Regions from separate parts of the Mus musculus genome. Here region 1 is linked to region 2. Evidence: chromatin contacts called from public Hi-C data. All regions are on one chromosome and are shown on one strand. Each heading gives the region's core, a stretch centred on a gene start, on an enhancer-like site or on the middle of the called end of the contact. The rest is flanking DNA. Distances are from core to core; before and after follow the strand shown. Region 1 has its middle 17 kb from the start of Rnf222. Region 2 overlaps Ndel1 (nudE neurodevelopment protein 1 like 1).

What was found. A called contact is a pair of places that touch in the nucleus more often than the background predicts.
Region 1: a contact with region 2 is called in a Hi-C map of hematopoietic stem and progenitor cells, with 1.6 times the contacts expected there. The contact joins two enhancer-like sites. A contact is called at or near these places in 10 of 39 promoter capture datasets (the 3T3-L1 cell line, 3T3-L1-derived adipocytes, the C10 cell line and 5 more), 2 of 15 datasets of contacts at CTCF or cohesin (the NIH/3T3 cell line and large pre-B cells), 70 of 484 Hi-C or Micro-C datasets (the AML12 cell line, the BV-2 cell line, the C10 cell line and 43 more), 9 of 115 datasets of contacts at active chromatin or transcription factors (the HPC-7 cell line, bone marrow-derived dendritic cells, cardiomyocytes and 5 more) and 5 of 9 other capture datasets (adipose tissue, bone marrow-derived macrophages, liver and 2 more).

The regions. Positions count from the first base shown.
Region 1 is chr11:68,868,622-68,873,959 of GRCm38.p6, forward strand. No RefSeq gene overlaps it. Among named protein-coding and RNA genes, the nearest start is that of Rnf222, 17 kb to the right of the region's middle. Within about 2 kb of position 3,375, at least 138 of the 459 cell types and tissues checked have an H3K27ac peak or open chromatin away from gene starts, as enhancers often do. A contact at or near this core is called in erythroblasts and hematopoietic stem and progenitor cells, where this site is marked.
Region 2 is chr11:68,828,636-68,834,608 of GRCm38.p6, forward strand. Ndel1 (nudE neurodevelopment protein 1 like 1) reads right to left here. Exons shown (of 9, transcript NM_023668.3): 7 at 4,719-4,810; 8 at 1,280-1,431. Among named protein-coding and RNA genes, the nearest start is that of Ndel1, 22 kb to the right of the region's middle. Within about 2 kb of position 4,401, at least 22 of the 459 cell types and tissues checked have an H3K27ac peak or open chromatin away from gene starts, as enhancers often do. A contact at or near this core is called in erythroblasts and hematopoietic stem and progenitor cells, where this site is marked.

The DNA of each region.
Region 1 (5,338 bases), core at 2,125-4,624, 39 kb after region 2:
GGTAGGACTCTAGCTCACTGGTAGGATGCCTGCACCTATGAAGCCCTGCATTCAGTCTGCAACATCAAAATAAATGCTACTGGGCTGCTACCTCACCTCTAGAATTTGAGCTCTTGGGAGGCTAAGACAAGAGGATTCTGTAAGCTCAAGGTCAGCCTGGACAACAGAGCCAGTTCCAACCAAGCCTCAATACAAAGAGAGGCCCTGTCTCATAAACAGAGAAATAAGTAAGGCCTGGGCTATAGCTTATAGGTATACTGTTTGTCTAGTATGAGCAAGACTCTGGGTTTTGCTGGACCTGGTAGCAAACACCTTTAATCCCAGCACTCAAGAAACAGAGCAGAAAAACTGCTATGAGCTCACGGCCAGCCTGATTATATATAACAAATGCTAGGGCAGCTAGAGGTATACAGTGAGACCCTGTCTCAAAGAAGAAAAAAAAGACTCTGGTTCCTTCCCTAGCACAATCAATCAATCAATCAATCAACCAATCTTGAATTAAAATAGGAATTATAGCTCACTTTTTTTTTTTATCGGAATCTCAAATTTTAAAACAAGTAATAACATCCATTGTAAGAAGAGATTGCTCCCCTTCAACTCAAATCCAAGTGAAAACATGCTGTAACCACCCTGGCTACCATCCTAGGATGAGTGCACATACCATCGCTTCCTCCCAACAAAACACATGTTACAAAGAACACAGCACAACACAGCAGAGCACTGGCAGGGAGATGTCTACTTGGTGGTGGCACATGCTTCTAGTCTCGGCATTTGAGAGCCAGAGGCAGGCAGATCTCTGTGAGTTCAAGCCTAACCTTGTCTACATAGACAATTCCAGGGCAGATAGCCAGGGCCGCATAGAGAGGGCTTGTCTCAGATAGATAGATAGATAGATAGATAGATAGATAGATAGATAGATAGATAGATAGATAAAAATATACAGACAGACATGGATACATAGATACGTTGATAAAACAAACAAACAAGTGCCGGGCATGGTGGCTCATGCCTTTAATCCCAGCACTCGGGAGGCAGAGGCAGGTGGATTTCTGAGTTCGAGGCCAGCCTGGTCTACAGAGTGAGTTCCAGGACAGCCAGGGCTATACAGAGAAACTCTCGAAAAACCAAACAAACAAACAAACAAAAGATGTCCACACGCATATACTATTACAAGCCTAAAAGCATGTGCAAGGGTGGTAGCCATGCAACAGACAGAGGAACCTGAAGGCCAGAAGCTAGCCAAAGCAAGAGTGCTGTGCCTCTGAACTCCAGAAAGGCTCCTGGGATAGAGGTTCTATCTGCTTCAGCAACCATATGGCATGGGCTAAAGAGAAGACGATGTGTTGAAGGTGGTACATTCACAGAACATTTAGACGCAGACCTCACAGTCCAGGGAGTAGGCAAACCAAAGCATTGCCTCACCCCAGCCCAGCAGGAGAAGGAGAGAAGAACTGGAAAGAGCAGCTAAGTCACTTCACCATAAAGAGAAAGGGGGCCTGAGGAGAAAGGACTCCTCCAAGTCCAGGATGTCTCACCCTCCTCCCTGGGAAGCCTCAGTATGTTGACAACCTCCTCCAGGCAGCAGGACCGAGAATTCTTCAATGGGTCTTCCAACCACACAGCCTCAACAATCTATCTCCTAAGAATTCATTCTAAGGAAATGCCGGAGCTGGTATGTGAAGATTGTATGTTTAATGGTGTTTTCTGCAGTACAGCTTACTTTTATAGACTCACACTGAAAGCCTATCACTACCCACAAATCAGTTTACTTTACCAAGCCATGCATGCTACATCCACACATGGGATATGGTACAGCAGTCCAGGACAGGGTGGATATTTGTGAATCAGCATACGATGACTCAAAAGACATTAAATGCAAAGAAGTTACAGGACGGTAAGTAGAATTCAACATTAAAAAATTTATTGAAAGTGTGTATGTCAGCTGGGTGTGATGGCTCATGCCTGTAATCCTCACACTGGATGGGTGTGCACAGGAGGAGTCAGGGTTCAAGGTCAACATCATAGCCTGTCTCAAAAGCATGTGTATTTTGAGGCCAGGTGAGGTTGTTGGGAGCGGGTGAGGCTGCACACACCAGTGATTCTAGCACCCAGAAGGCAGAGGCAGGAAAATCAAGACAGACCCAAGGCCAACCTGATCTGCATAGCAAATTCTATACCAGCCAAGACTAATAGATGTGAGCCCCTGGCTCAAAGGGGACTGACTGGGGGGGGGGGGGGGGCTGGAGAGATGGCTCAATGGTTACGAGAACTTCTGTTCTTGCAGAGGGCTGGGTTTGCTTCCCAGCACCCACATGGAGGCTCACAAGTGTCTTTAACTCCAGTTCTAGGGGATTCAAGTGTCTAGTCTCTAAGGGAACCCATGGATGTGTGCACATACACACCCACAGACATACACATAAAAATAGATAAAATGTCTATGTTTGTAGGTCAAAGTGCTCATATTTGAGGATATACTTATACAAAGATTGTCAGTGTCTCTGCATGGATAGCTTGTATTTTATCAAATAAGATAGTATCATGGAAAAAGTATGTCTAGTTCCATTTAGAAAACGAAATAAAGAGAGCCCCAAGCCTTGAGAAACACAACCTCCTTACAGTGTAGGAAACACTTTCATAACCATTGTCCTACAAGCTCTGGACGAGTTCAAATAAAATAAAAATACTTCGCCATCCATAGGCAAGAAGACAGAACGAAAGAAGCCGCTGGCCCGTCAGGAGTTGAGCGATTTAGAAGCAGCCAAGACTTCAAAACAAGCCCCTCACTTGTTCAGTCCGGCATGACATCATTGCCTCACCCTGATTGTCTCTCCATCAGCCCAGATAAACTTGTCTGAACCCAAAAAGCTCCCCGCCCCTCCAAGAAATACTAGCAGGCGGCCAGGAAATAAAAACCAAATCAAGGTGATCAGGATCCAGATGAGGGAAGATAACTGTGTTTTCAGAAAAAAGGCACCATAGCAAATGCCTAGTGTCACCTATCACAGGGACATAATGGCATTCATCCTAACTGGCCACCATATGGGCAGAAAGGGTTCTCAGACACCAGAAGCCTCCACTCTGGTGTCTCTCAGGCCACGCCCAAGCCCCCCACCCATTCCTTCCCCTCCCTCACTCCAATCCCCCAAAGTTGCAAGGCACCTGGTCCTGGCTCCTCAGCTGATCTGGTTCACAGCAGCACGTGGGGACCACCCGGGGCCAGCTGGGAAAAAGCAGAGGTCAACAGGAAGAAGGAGACTCAATCATGTCTGACAAAAGAGACTCTGGGACAGGAAGTGAGTTTGAGCCAGGAAGGCTGGGGCCTGCTGTCAAGTAGTGAGGCAACCCTGCCAGCCTTGTTACTCAGCTGGAGTTGAGCAAGACCTGGGAGCTTGGGCAAGGGAGTAAGAAATGCCAGTCATAGCTTCAAGGCTCTCCACCTCTGCTGTCTGCGTGTGAACGGCTGCTTCTGGTCCTCTCACCCACTTCTCCCCTCTGTCCCTAAGGACGAATGAACGCTGGCTAACTAATTTAGTGGAGGAGACAAACAGGTGCCAATGTTTTTATGTCTACGCCGGTGCAATAACACAGCAAGTAAGAGCTCAAATTAGGGGTTCGTGGGTGTGGCTCAGTGGTACTCTACTTGCCCAGCCTGGGTAAGGCCCTGGGCTCTGTGGCCAGTGCTCAAAACCAAAACAAACCAGAGAGAGAGAGAGAGAGAGAAGAGAACACAATCTTAAAGGCAGAGAGCTTAGACTTTTCATCCTTGAACCTCGTTTTCCCTCTTAGGAATTGGAGCTAACACCAGTGCTGACTCCTGCCACTGTTTGCCGCTCAGATGGGATAATGTGTATAACTACCTCCATATAAATCCCAAGATCCAGTGAGTCCCTTGAGCTGTCAGCATTGTCCCCTTCCTGCCTTTCCAAGGCTGGTCCATTCCCTAAGTCTTTATCAGATCACGTAAGCCATCCACGTCTCTTGCCTCCACAGTGACTGCCGTTCTCCTGTGCCCATTAGTCTTACCAAATAGAACAGGAGCCATTAGTAAAAGTGGGCACGGATAACACGTTAAAGTTATTGCCTGCTCCTGTCTAGTCTACAAATGTCCGTCTTATGGAAAACAAAATAACAATGCCTTATCTGTTGTTAACAACACAAAACAAGAAGCTTCCCTGGGAAGTCATTTCCCATAGGGGTGTCTTTATTCTCAGAGAAGGCAGGTTTTGTACATACTTGTCTCTAATAGGTGCCTAGGAGGGGCCAGCAAGTACTGGAAGTTAGTCTATAAATATTTGTGGCTCTCAGTGATCTGATGGAAACATGGCCCTATTTAAACCCAGTCCTAAACTGTGAACTGACCTCAAGGGGACAGGATACCTCAGACAGATAGGCAGACATGTAAGGTTACAGAGAGAGGGGTTTACTATAGAACTTACTAAGGAAGTATAGTCTTGAGTGACAGTAAAAACTATAGCTGGCAATCTGGGTCAGAAAGAGGAGTATACTTGTGGGCTGGGACAAAAGTGACTTCATCCTGGCTGGAACATACCTGGTATCTCATAACAAAATATCAAAGAGTCGGGTGTATTCCTGGGGCCAGGGTCTGGTTGTTCAAAGCCCCATATTTGACTTTAATGGTTTTATCTAGTTGTGGTTTGCTGGGAGACCATACAGGAAAAACCGGCCAGGGTTACTCAGGGGCAATCACGGTGGCTATGACTCAAGATGGCTGTGGTCATGTCAAACAAACCCATACCGAAGCACACAGACAAGCTGTACCTGAGCTGAGGGACCCACTGCAACAGGACTAGGGTTTTGCAGGTTGAGGCAAAGCTTTTCATGAAAGCAAGACAAGGCCCCCTGGGCATACTTTAAAAGTGGTTCTCACAATCCCAGAAAGCTCTGAAAGATGGGAAAGGCGTGTGTGCCTAGTCAGGTGATGCTGTGCATTTAATCCCAGCACTTGGAAGGCAAAGGCAGGCAGATCTGAGTTTGAAGCTAGCCAGGTCCACAAAGTGAGTTCCAGAACACGTAGGGCTACACAGACACGCCCTGGAGAGAGAGAGAGAGAGAGAGAGAGAGAGAGAGAGAGAGAGAGAGAGAGAGAGAGAGCTGAAAACTGCCAAGCTGCCTGAAGGCCTCCATCATCTCCACCTCCAGATGAAACCTGCTTAGCCTGCTAAACTCAACTCCCCCTCAAATCATGTTTATCACCTGCTGACCAATAGCCTGGCCCCTGGCTCTCTGCCCCCATCTCCCTGACCCCCTTCTCAGATGATGACGGTCCTGACAGCTGAGATGGCCTCTACTTGATGAGGACCCAGTCCTTGCTTCCTGC
Region 2 (5,973 bases), core at 3,151-5,650:
AGCTCCCTACCTAGAACAAGAAGACAGCTATGCATATTAGAGAGAAAACAAAACAAGGCAGAATGAAACAGACTGACATGGAAAGATACCGGCAATGTAAATCAAAACAGGCAAGCTACTGAGCAATATTTAAACTGCACTCTTGTAAATGTGCTGTAAACAGCTTACAGCAGATGCATAAAAATCTGATTTTTACATGCCTGAAAATTAACTCTAAGAAATGGCCACGGGCTGGTGAGATGGCTCAGCGGTTAAGAGCACTGATTGTTCTTCTAGAGGTCCTGAGTTCAATTCCCAGCAACCACATGGTGGCTCACAACCATCTGTAATGAGATCTGATGCCCTCTCTGGTGTGTCTGAAGACAGCTACAGTGTACTCATACACATGAATGAATGAAAGAAAGAAAGAAAGAAAGAAAGAAAGAGAGAGAGAGAGAGAGAGAGAGAGAGAGAGAGAGAAGGAAGGAAGGAAGGAAGGAAGGAAGGAAGGAAGGAGAGAGAGAGAGAGAGAGAGAGAGAGAGAAAGAAAGAGCCACAATAGTGTGAAAATAGGAAGCTTACTTTTTAGTGCACATACTCTATGCCAACTGAAATGTTTTCACTAACAATATACCACTGCTTTAAGCTTAAAGCTTTTTTGTTTTTAAATATAAGCGTGCACACACACTTTTTTTTTTTTTTTAAGTCAGTCTCACAATGAAGCTCTAGCCAGTTGGAAACACACTAAGTACCAGGCTGGCCTTGGACTCTCACTTGTATATTACCCAGTGTCTAAATACTTTAGAACTTTGTATTTTTCTAAAATCTTCAAATAAAAGGTCTGACATACAGGCTATGTACAAACTATCTCCCCTGTCCTTAAAGAAGATTTGCTGAGTCTCCCACGCTGTAAGGATCTGGAGAGCAGGCCCACAGGAGCTCTGCAGATCCTCCTGAGCCCAGCACAGTTGCCTGTAAGAGTCTATGCCCAGGAAAGAAGCTGTAGATTCCAGGGGCAGCAAACTCCTTGGAAACCACAAGACAATAACAGATCTCTCTCTTCTGGGACTTGAACAAGAAGAGCAGGAAACTTATTAGTCTGTGTGACCTTCAGGACTCTGGTAACCTCACTTAAGACTCTGCAAACTCACTAGACCTCATCAGTGAGTCTAAGGACTGGGGCTGTAGCTCAGGGACAGGATGACTGTCTGGCACATATGAAGCCCTAGCTTTGTCTCAGCCCTAGAACTGCAAATAAATAAATAAATAAATAAATAAATAAATAAAGTCAAGGACTTACCCTTTATGGAAGAAAGTTGCTCGCCCTGACCTTGGGCACTCTGGGCCATTGCTGTTCATTACCCCACAGTTAACGCTCCCTGGAACATAAGATTTGCGGGATGCTTGGTCTTTTGCAAAGTTCCTGCAAGCGGCTAACTTGGATTCTAAAGCCTACAAAGAAAGAAGGAATGGCTGTCAAAACAGTGACTGTACTGAAAAAAAAACTGCATCTCAAACCATTTCTTTTTCAGGCTTCAGCCTCCAGGATAATGGCCACCAGTGAAGCTATAATCACTTGTCTTTCTAGTGGAACGAGGGACATTTACACTGACCCTCTTTCTAATGACCTCAGAAATGTAACTTTTTCCTCTCAGTATCACTGAGGACACATACAATCCACACCTAAGAAAACCACGGTGCCAGTAGGTAGGTAAAGACCCCAGACCTTTCAACCCCATTCATTCATTGCCTGTTAAGTTCTGCAATACTGGTTGGGATTAGGACTTTTGAGATTAGTTTGTGCAGCAAGCACTGCACACAATCATCTGTTTGAGGTGTTTCTCATGCTGTCTGCTCTTCCTAGAGGTCCTTCTGTGTATTTTTTCCACTGCATCAGAACAGATCCATTTCCAATCTCACATAAAGCGATCCATTTTCTTTGTGATAGTATACTATAAACTGTATACCTGATACCTTTTGTCTATAATTAATTCACCTGCAAATGATACTGCCCCCTTATCATTTACCTCTAAATCTTATCCCCCCTTTACACCTGTTACCACACCTGTCACCTACAAACAGTTGATGTGAAAGAACAGGGACTTCTCATCTCTCACACCTGGATATCATGGAATCCCTCTTTCCCAACAAAATTTCTCCCAAATGAATTATCTTTCCACTAGCTCCCAAAAAAGGAAAAATATATGCCATGGTGAAAAAAAGAATATAGTCCATTCCAACTCACAAGACTAAAGGACTAGAAATCCACAGAGAGTAAACACTTTCAGAATCTGTATGGACAGCCTACCCCATCATTTCCAAAAAACCACATGAAACAGGACCAAAACAAACTGAAACTTCTTTTTCTTCTGCCCCTTTCTTACGGTAAAAGTACAATGCGCTAGTTAAATAATGACAGGAATAATGACCCTCTAGGATGCTCTGACTTGTAAATAAGTTCATACTGAACTCTTGAATTTCCTATATTCAATGAAGGGATTTGTCCATCCATGTAAATATCTGTTGACATCTTTCACATGGCAGGGAAAAACAATTATGTTTCAGGCATCAGTGACACACACAGGTGGTACAAGCCCTGGGTCTTTCAAAGGAAAAAAATGTTCTAGAGATTAAGACTTAGAAACTTGACATCCAGTGGTAGATGAAGCCATGACTGTGAACAGTAAGATCTTCACTGAAAAAAAGGACGAAGGAAAGAAAGATAAATTCGTAGCAGGGTGGGGACAGACAAGAGAAAGCATCAGAGACGCCAAGAAAAGAGGACATTCTGAGGAGGGTGGGGCACACTGGCATTGAATGCTTCAAATAAAACTCAGAGCAGTGCACACATAGGATTTGACCACATTGACATCACCAAGCAGTCTTAGCTTGATCAGGCCGGGTGTGGTGGCGCATGCCTTTAATCCCAGCACTCGGGAGGCAGAGGCAGGAGGATTTCTGAGTTCGAGCCAGCCTGATCTACAAAGTGAGTTCCAGGACAGCCAGGGCTATACAGAGAAACGCTGTCTTGAAAAACCAAAAAAAAGAAAAAAAAAAAAAAAAAAGAAAGAAAAAAAAAGAGCTTGATCAGGAATAGCAGGCCAGAATGTCTATGTCTAAAGTATACACGCAGTCAAGGGCCACAAGGGTGTTGATAAGAGAAGCGTAAGATAAAGAATGGCCTTGGGCTAGAGAGATGGCTCAGCCATTAAGAGCACTGACTGCTCTTCCAGAGGTCCCGAGTTCAATTCACATGGTGGCTCACAACCATATATAATGGGGTCTGATGCCCTCTTCTGGTATGTCTGAAGAGAGAAATGGTGTACTCATATACATAAAATAAATAAATGTTTTTTTAAAAAGGCCTATTTTTTTTAAATGGTCTATAGTTTTACTTTGTAAAAATTTAAAAAGCCAAGCATGGAGGAGTACTGCATTAAACCCAGCACTTTGGAGGCAGAAACAGACAGACTTATTTGAGTTGGAAGCCAGCAAATACCATGTCCATCTGGGCTACAGAGTGAGACCTTGTCTCTAAAAAAAGAAAAGAAAAGAATAGCTAGGTATGCTAAATAATCCCAAGCACTAAGCACACAGAGACAGAAGTACCATGAGTTCAAGGCCAGCCTGAGCTATAGTGAGTTCTAGTCCAGGCTGGGCCAGTGTGAACTATGTTCACAATAGACAGTGTCTCAACAAAAAGAAAAAAATAAAATGGAGATGAAAGAAGAAAGGGAAAGAGGTCAGGCTTAACAGGGGTACAGCTCAGTGGCAGAGTACTGACTTAACATTCAAGAGGTTCCAGCAAGACAGTGCAGTGTAAAATCCTTAGCAGACAAAAGTGCTTGCCCCACAAGCCTGAGAACCTGAGTTTGATCCCTGGAACTCATATTTTAACAGAGAAACAAAAGACCTGGGGCCAGGTGCCGGCTCAGTGGTTAACAGAGTGTAATGTAATCAGGGGACCTGAGTTCAGTTCCCAGATCCCTTTATCAGATGGCTGTTAAGCCCAGTTCCAGGAGATCTGACCCCTCTGGTCTCATAGGACACCTGAATTCTTATATACATACTCACATTCAGACACATATAGACACATAAAAAATAAAAAACTTATTAAATCAAAAAGCCAATTTTTTAAAACTTTGTTTAAAAAAAAAAAAAGACAGAAAGAAAAGCCAGAATTGGCGAGCTGGCTCAGAGGTTACAGCACTTGCTGCTCTTGCAGATGACTGGGGCTTGATCCTCAGCAACCACACAGCACCTCACAACCATCTGTTAACTCCAGCCCCAGGGGATCCAACACCCTCTCTGACCTCAGCAGACCCCACCACACACACACACACAATTAAAAACTGATAGAGAAATAACCAGTGTCATATTTCAAAAGGCAAGTCACTCAAGTCAAGCTTAGGGCCGAGATGAGGCACTGAAGCTGAGGTGTTCGAGAGCAGTAAGCCCCAGATAAGAGTGGCTGGCAATGCCCCAAGCCACACACTAGCCCACAAAATAAAAGATGAAGGAAAAAACAGAAGAGTAAGAGAGCCAGGGGCAAAGAACGGAACTTGAGGTGCTGCACTGTAGAGAGGACAGCAATGGGAAGAGTTACATAGGTAACCTTGAAGCCCAGGCTGGGGGTTTTCTCAGGGGCTTCTCCGCTTCATATGGTTCTTAGCACAGGAAAGAGACAGTTCAATACTACCTCCGCAGTGGAAACACAGTGATAAATAACTAATGCTTACCCCTACTTTCCGCAAGAGATCTCCCACGATGTTTAGTGCTGATATCCTAGCAGAAGGAGTTAGTGGACTGGTTCCAAAGCCGTTTGGTATAGCTACAGAAAGAGAAACGCAGAGGAATAACATCAGCAGCTCCCTTTATATTTGGACTATATTGATGATGTCACAAAGCAAAACACATTTAGCAATATCATACTGTTTCACGGTACAGACAAAGTATAAAGAAGCTTAACCATTAGACTACATCAGTGGTCACTTCTCCAAACTGCTCCAAGGACAAAGATCCTTAAACATCTCAACAGGCTTTTCTGGAGATCCTGAGAACAGAACTGAGGGCAGAGGGCTGCCCACTGTCTCCCTAACAGATGCTACAAGGATGCATATAAGAGCATCATGCCACACATGGACTCACAGACTGTGGTAGCATGCACAGTGCCTGCACAGCTCCACACCAGCCAGGACCCCAGTGCTAAGATGGGGAAGTAGACATGAGCCCCATCTCTAACCAAGGAGCTATTGCCAACTCACTGACAAACATCCACAAAGGAAAAGCTAGTCTCCATGGGCATCTCACAGGGCTGACACACCACACTTACAGGCAGGCCCTATGCTCACAGCACAGGTGACCAACACAAACCAATCCAAAAGTATTTGTAGTTTTTGTTTGTTTGTTTGTATTTGTGTTTGTGTTTCTGGTCTCATGTTGCTTTGTTTTGGCTTTTTTTTTTTTTTTAAACCTTTCTGGTCTTTTGCTTGTACATTACCATTTTTAGTTTTGTATTTTACGGGATGGGTGTGTGTCTGCATATGTATGTATTTCTCTTGCTCTTTTTGTTTTTCTTGTTAGTTCATTAGTTTTGTTTTATTCTTGTTTGTTTGAATTTCCCTGTTTTCCTAAGACAGAGAGAAAGTATAGAGTTGGAAGGGTGGGGAGACGGAGAAGGTCTGGGAGGAGATGAGGGAGGGAAAACATGATCAGAATATTGTATAAAAAATTACTTGCAATTGAAAAAAACTAAAAAAATATGGCAAACTGAGTACAGTATATGGGTACAGTATAGGCAGGGGGATCTCTGAGGTTGAGACCAGCCTGAGGGGTGTGTGTGTGTGTGTGTGTGTGTGTGAGTGTGTGAGTGTGTGTAGAGAGAAAGAATGCACACATTCACAAGTACCAAGGCAGGCAGGGCTACAGAGTGAAACCATATCTCAAGAAAAAAGAAAAGAAAGAAAAGAGAAAAGAAAAGGCAAGACAAAGAGA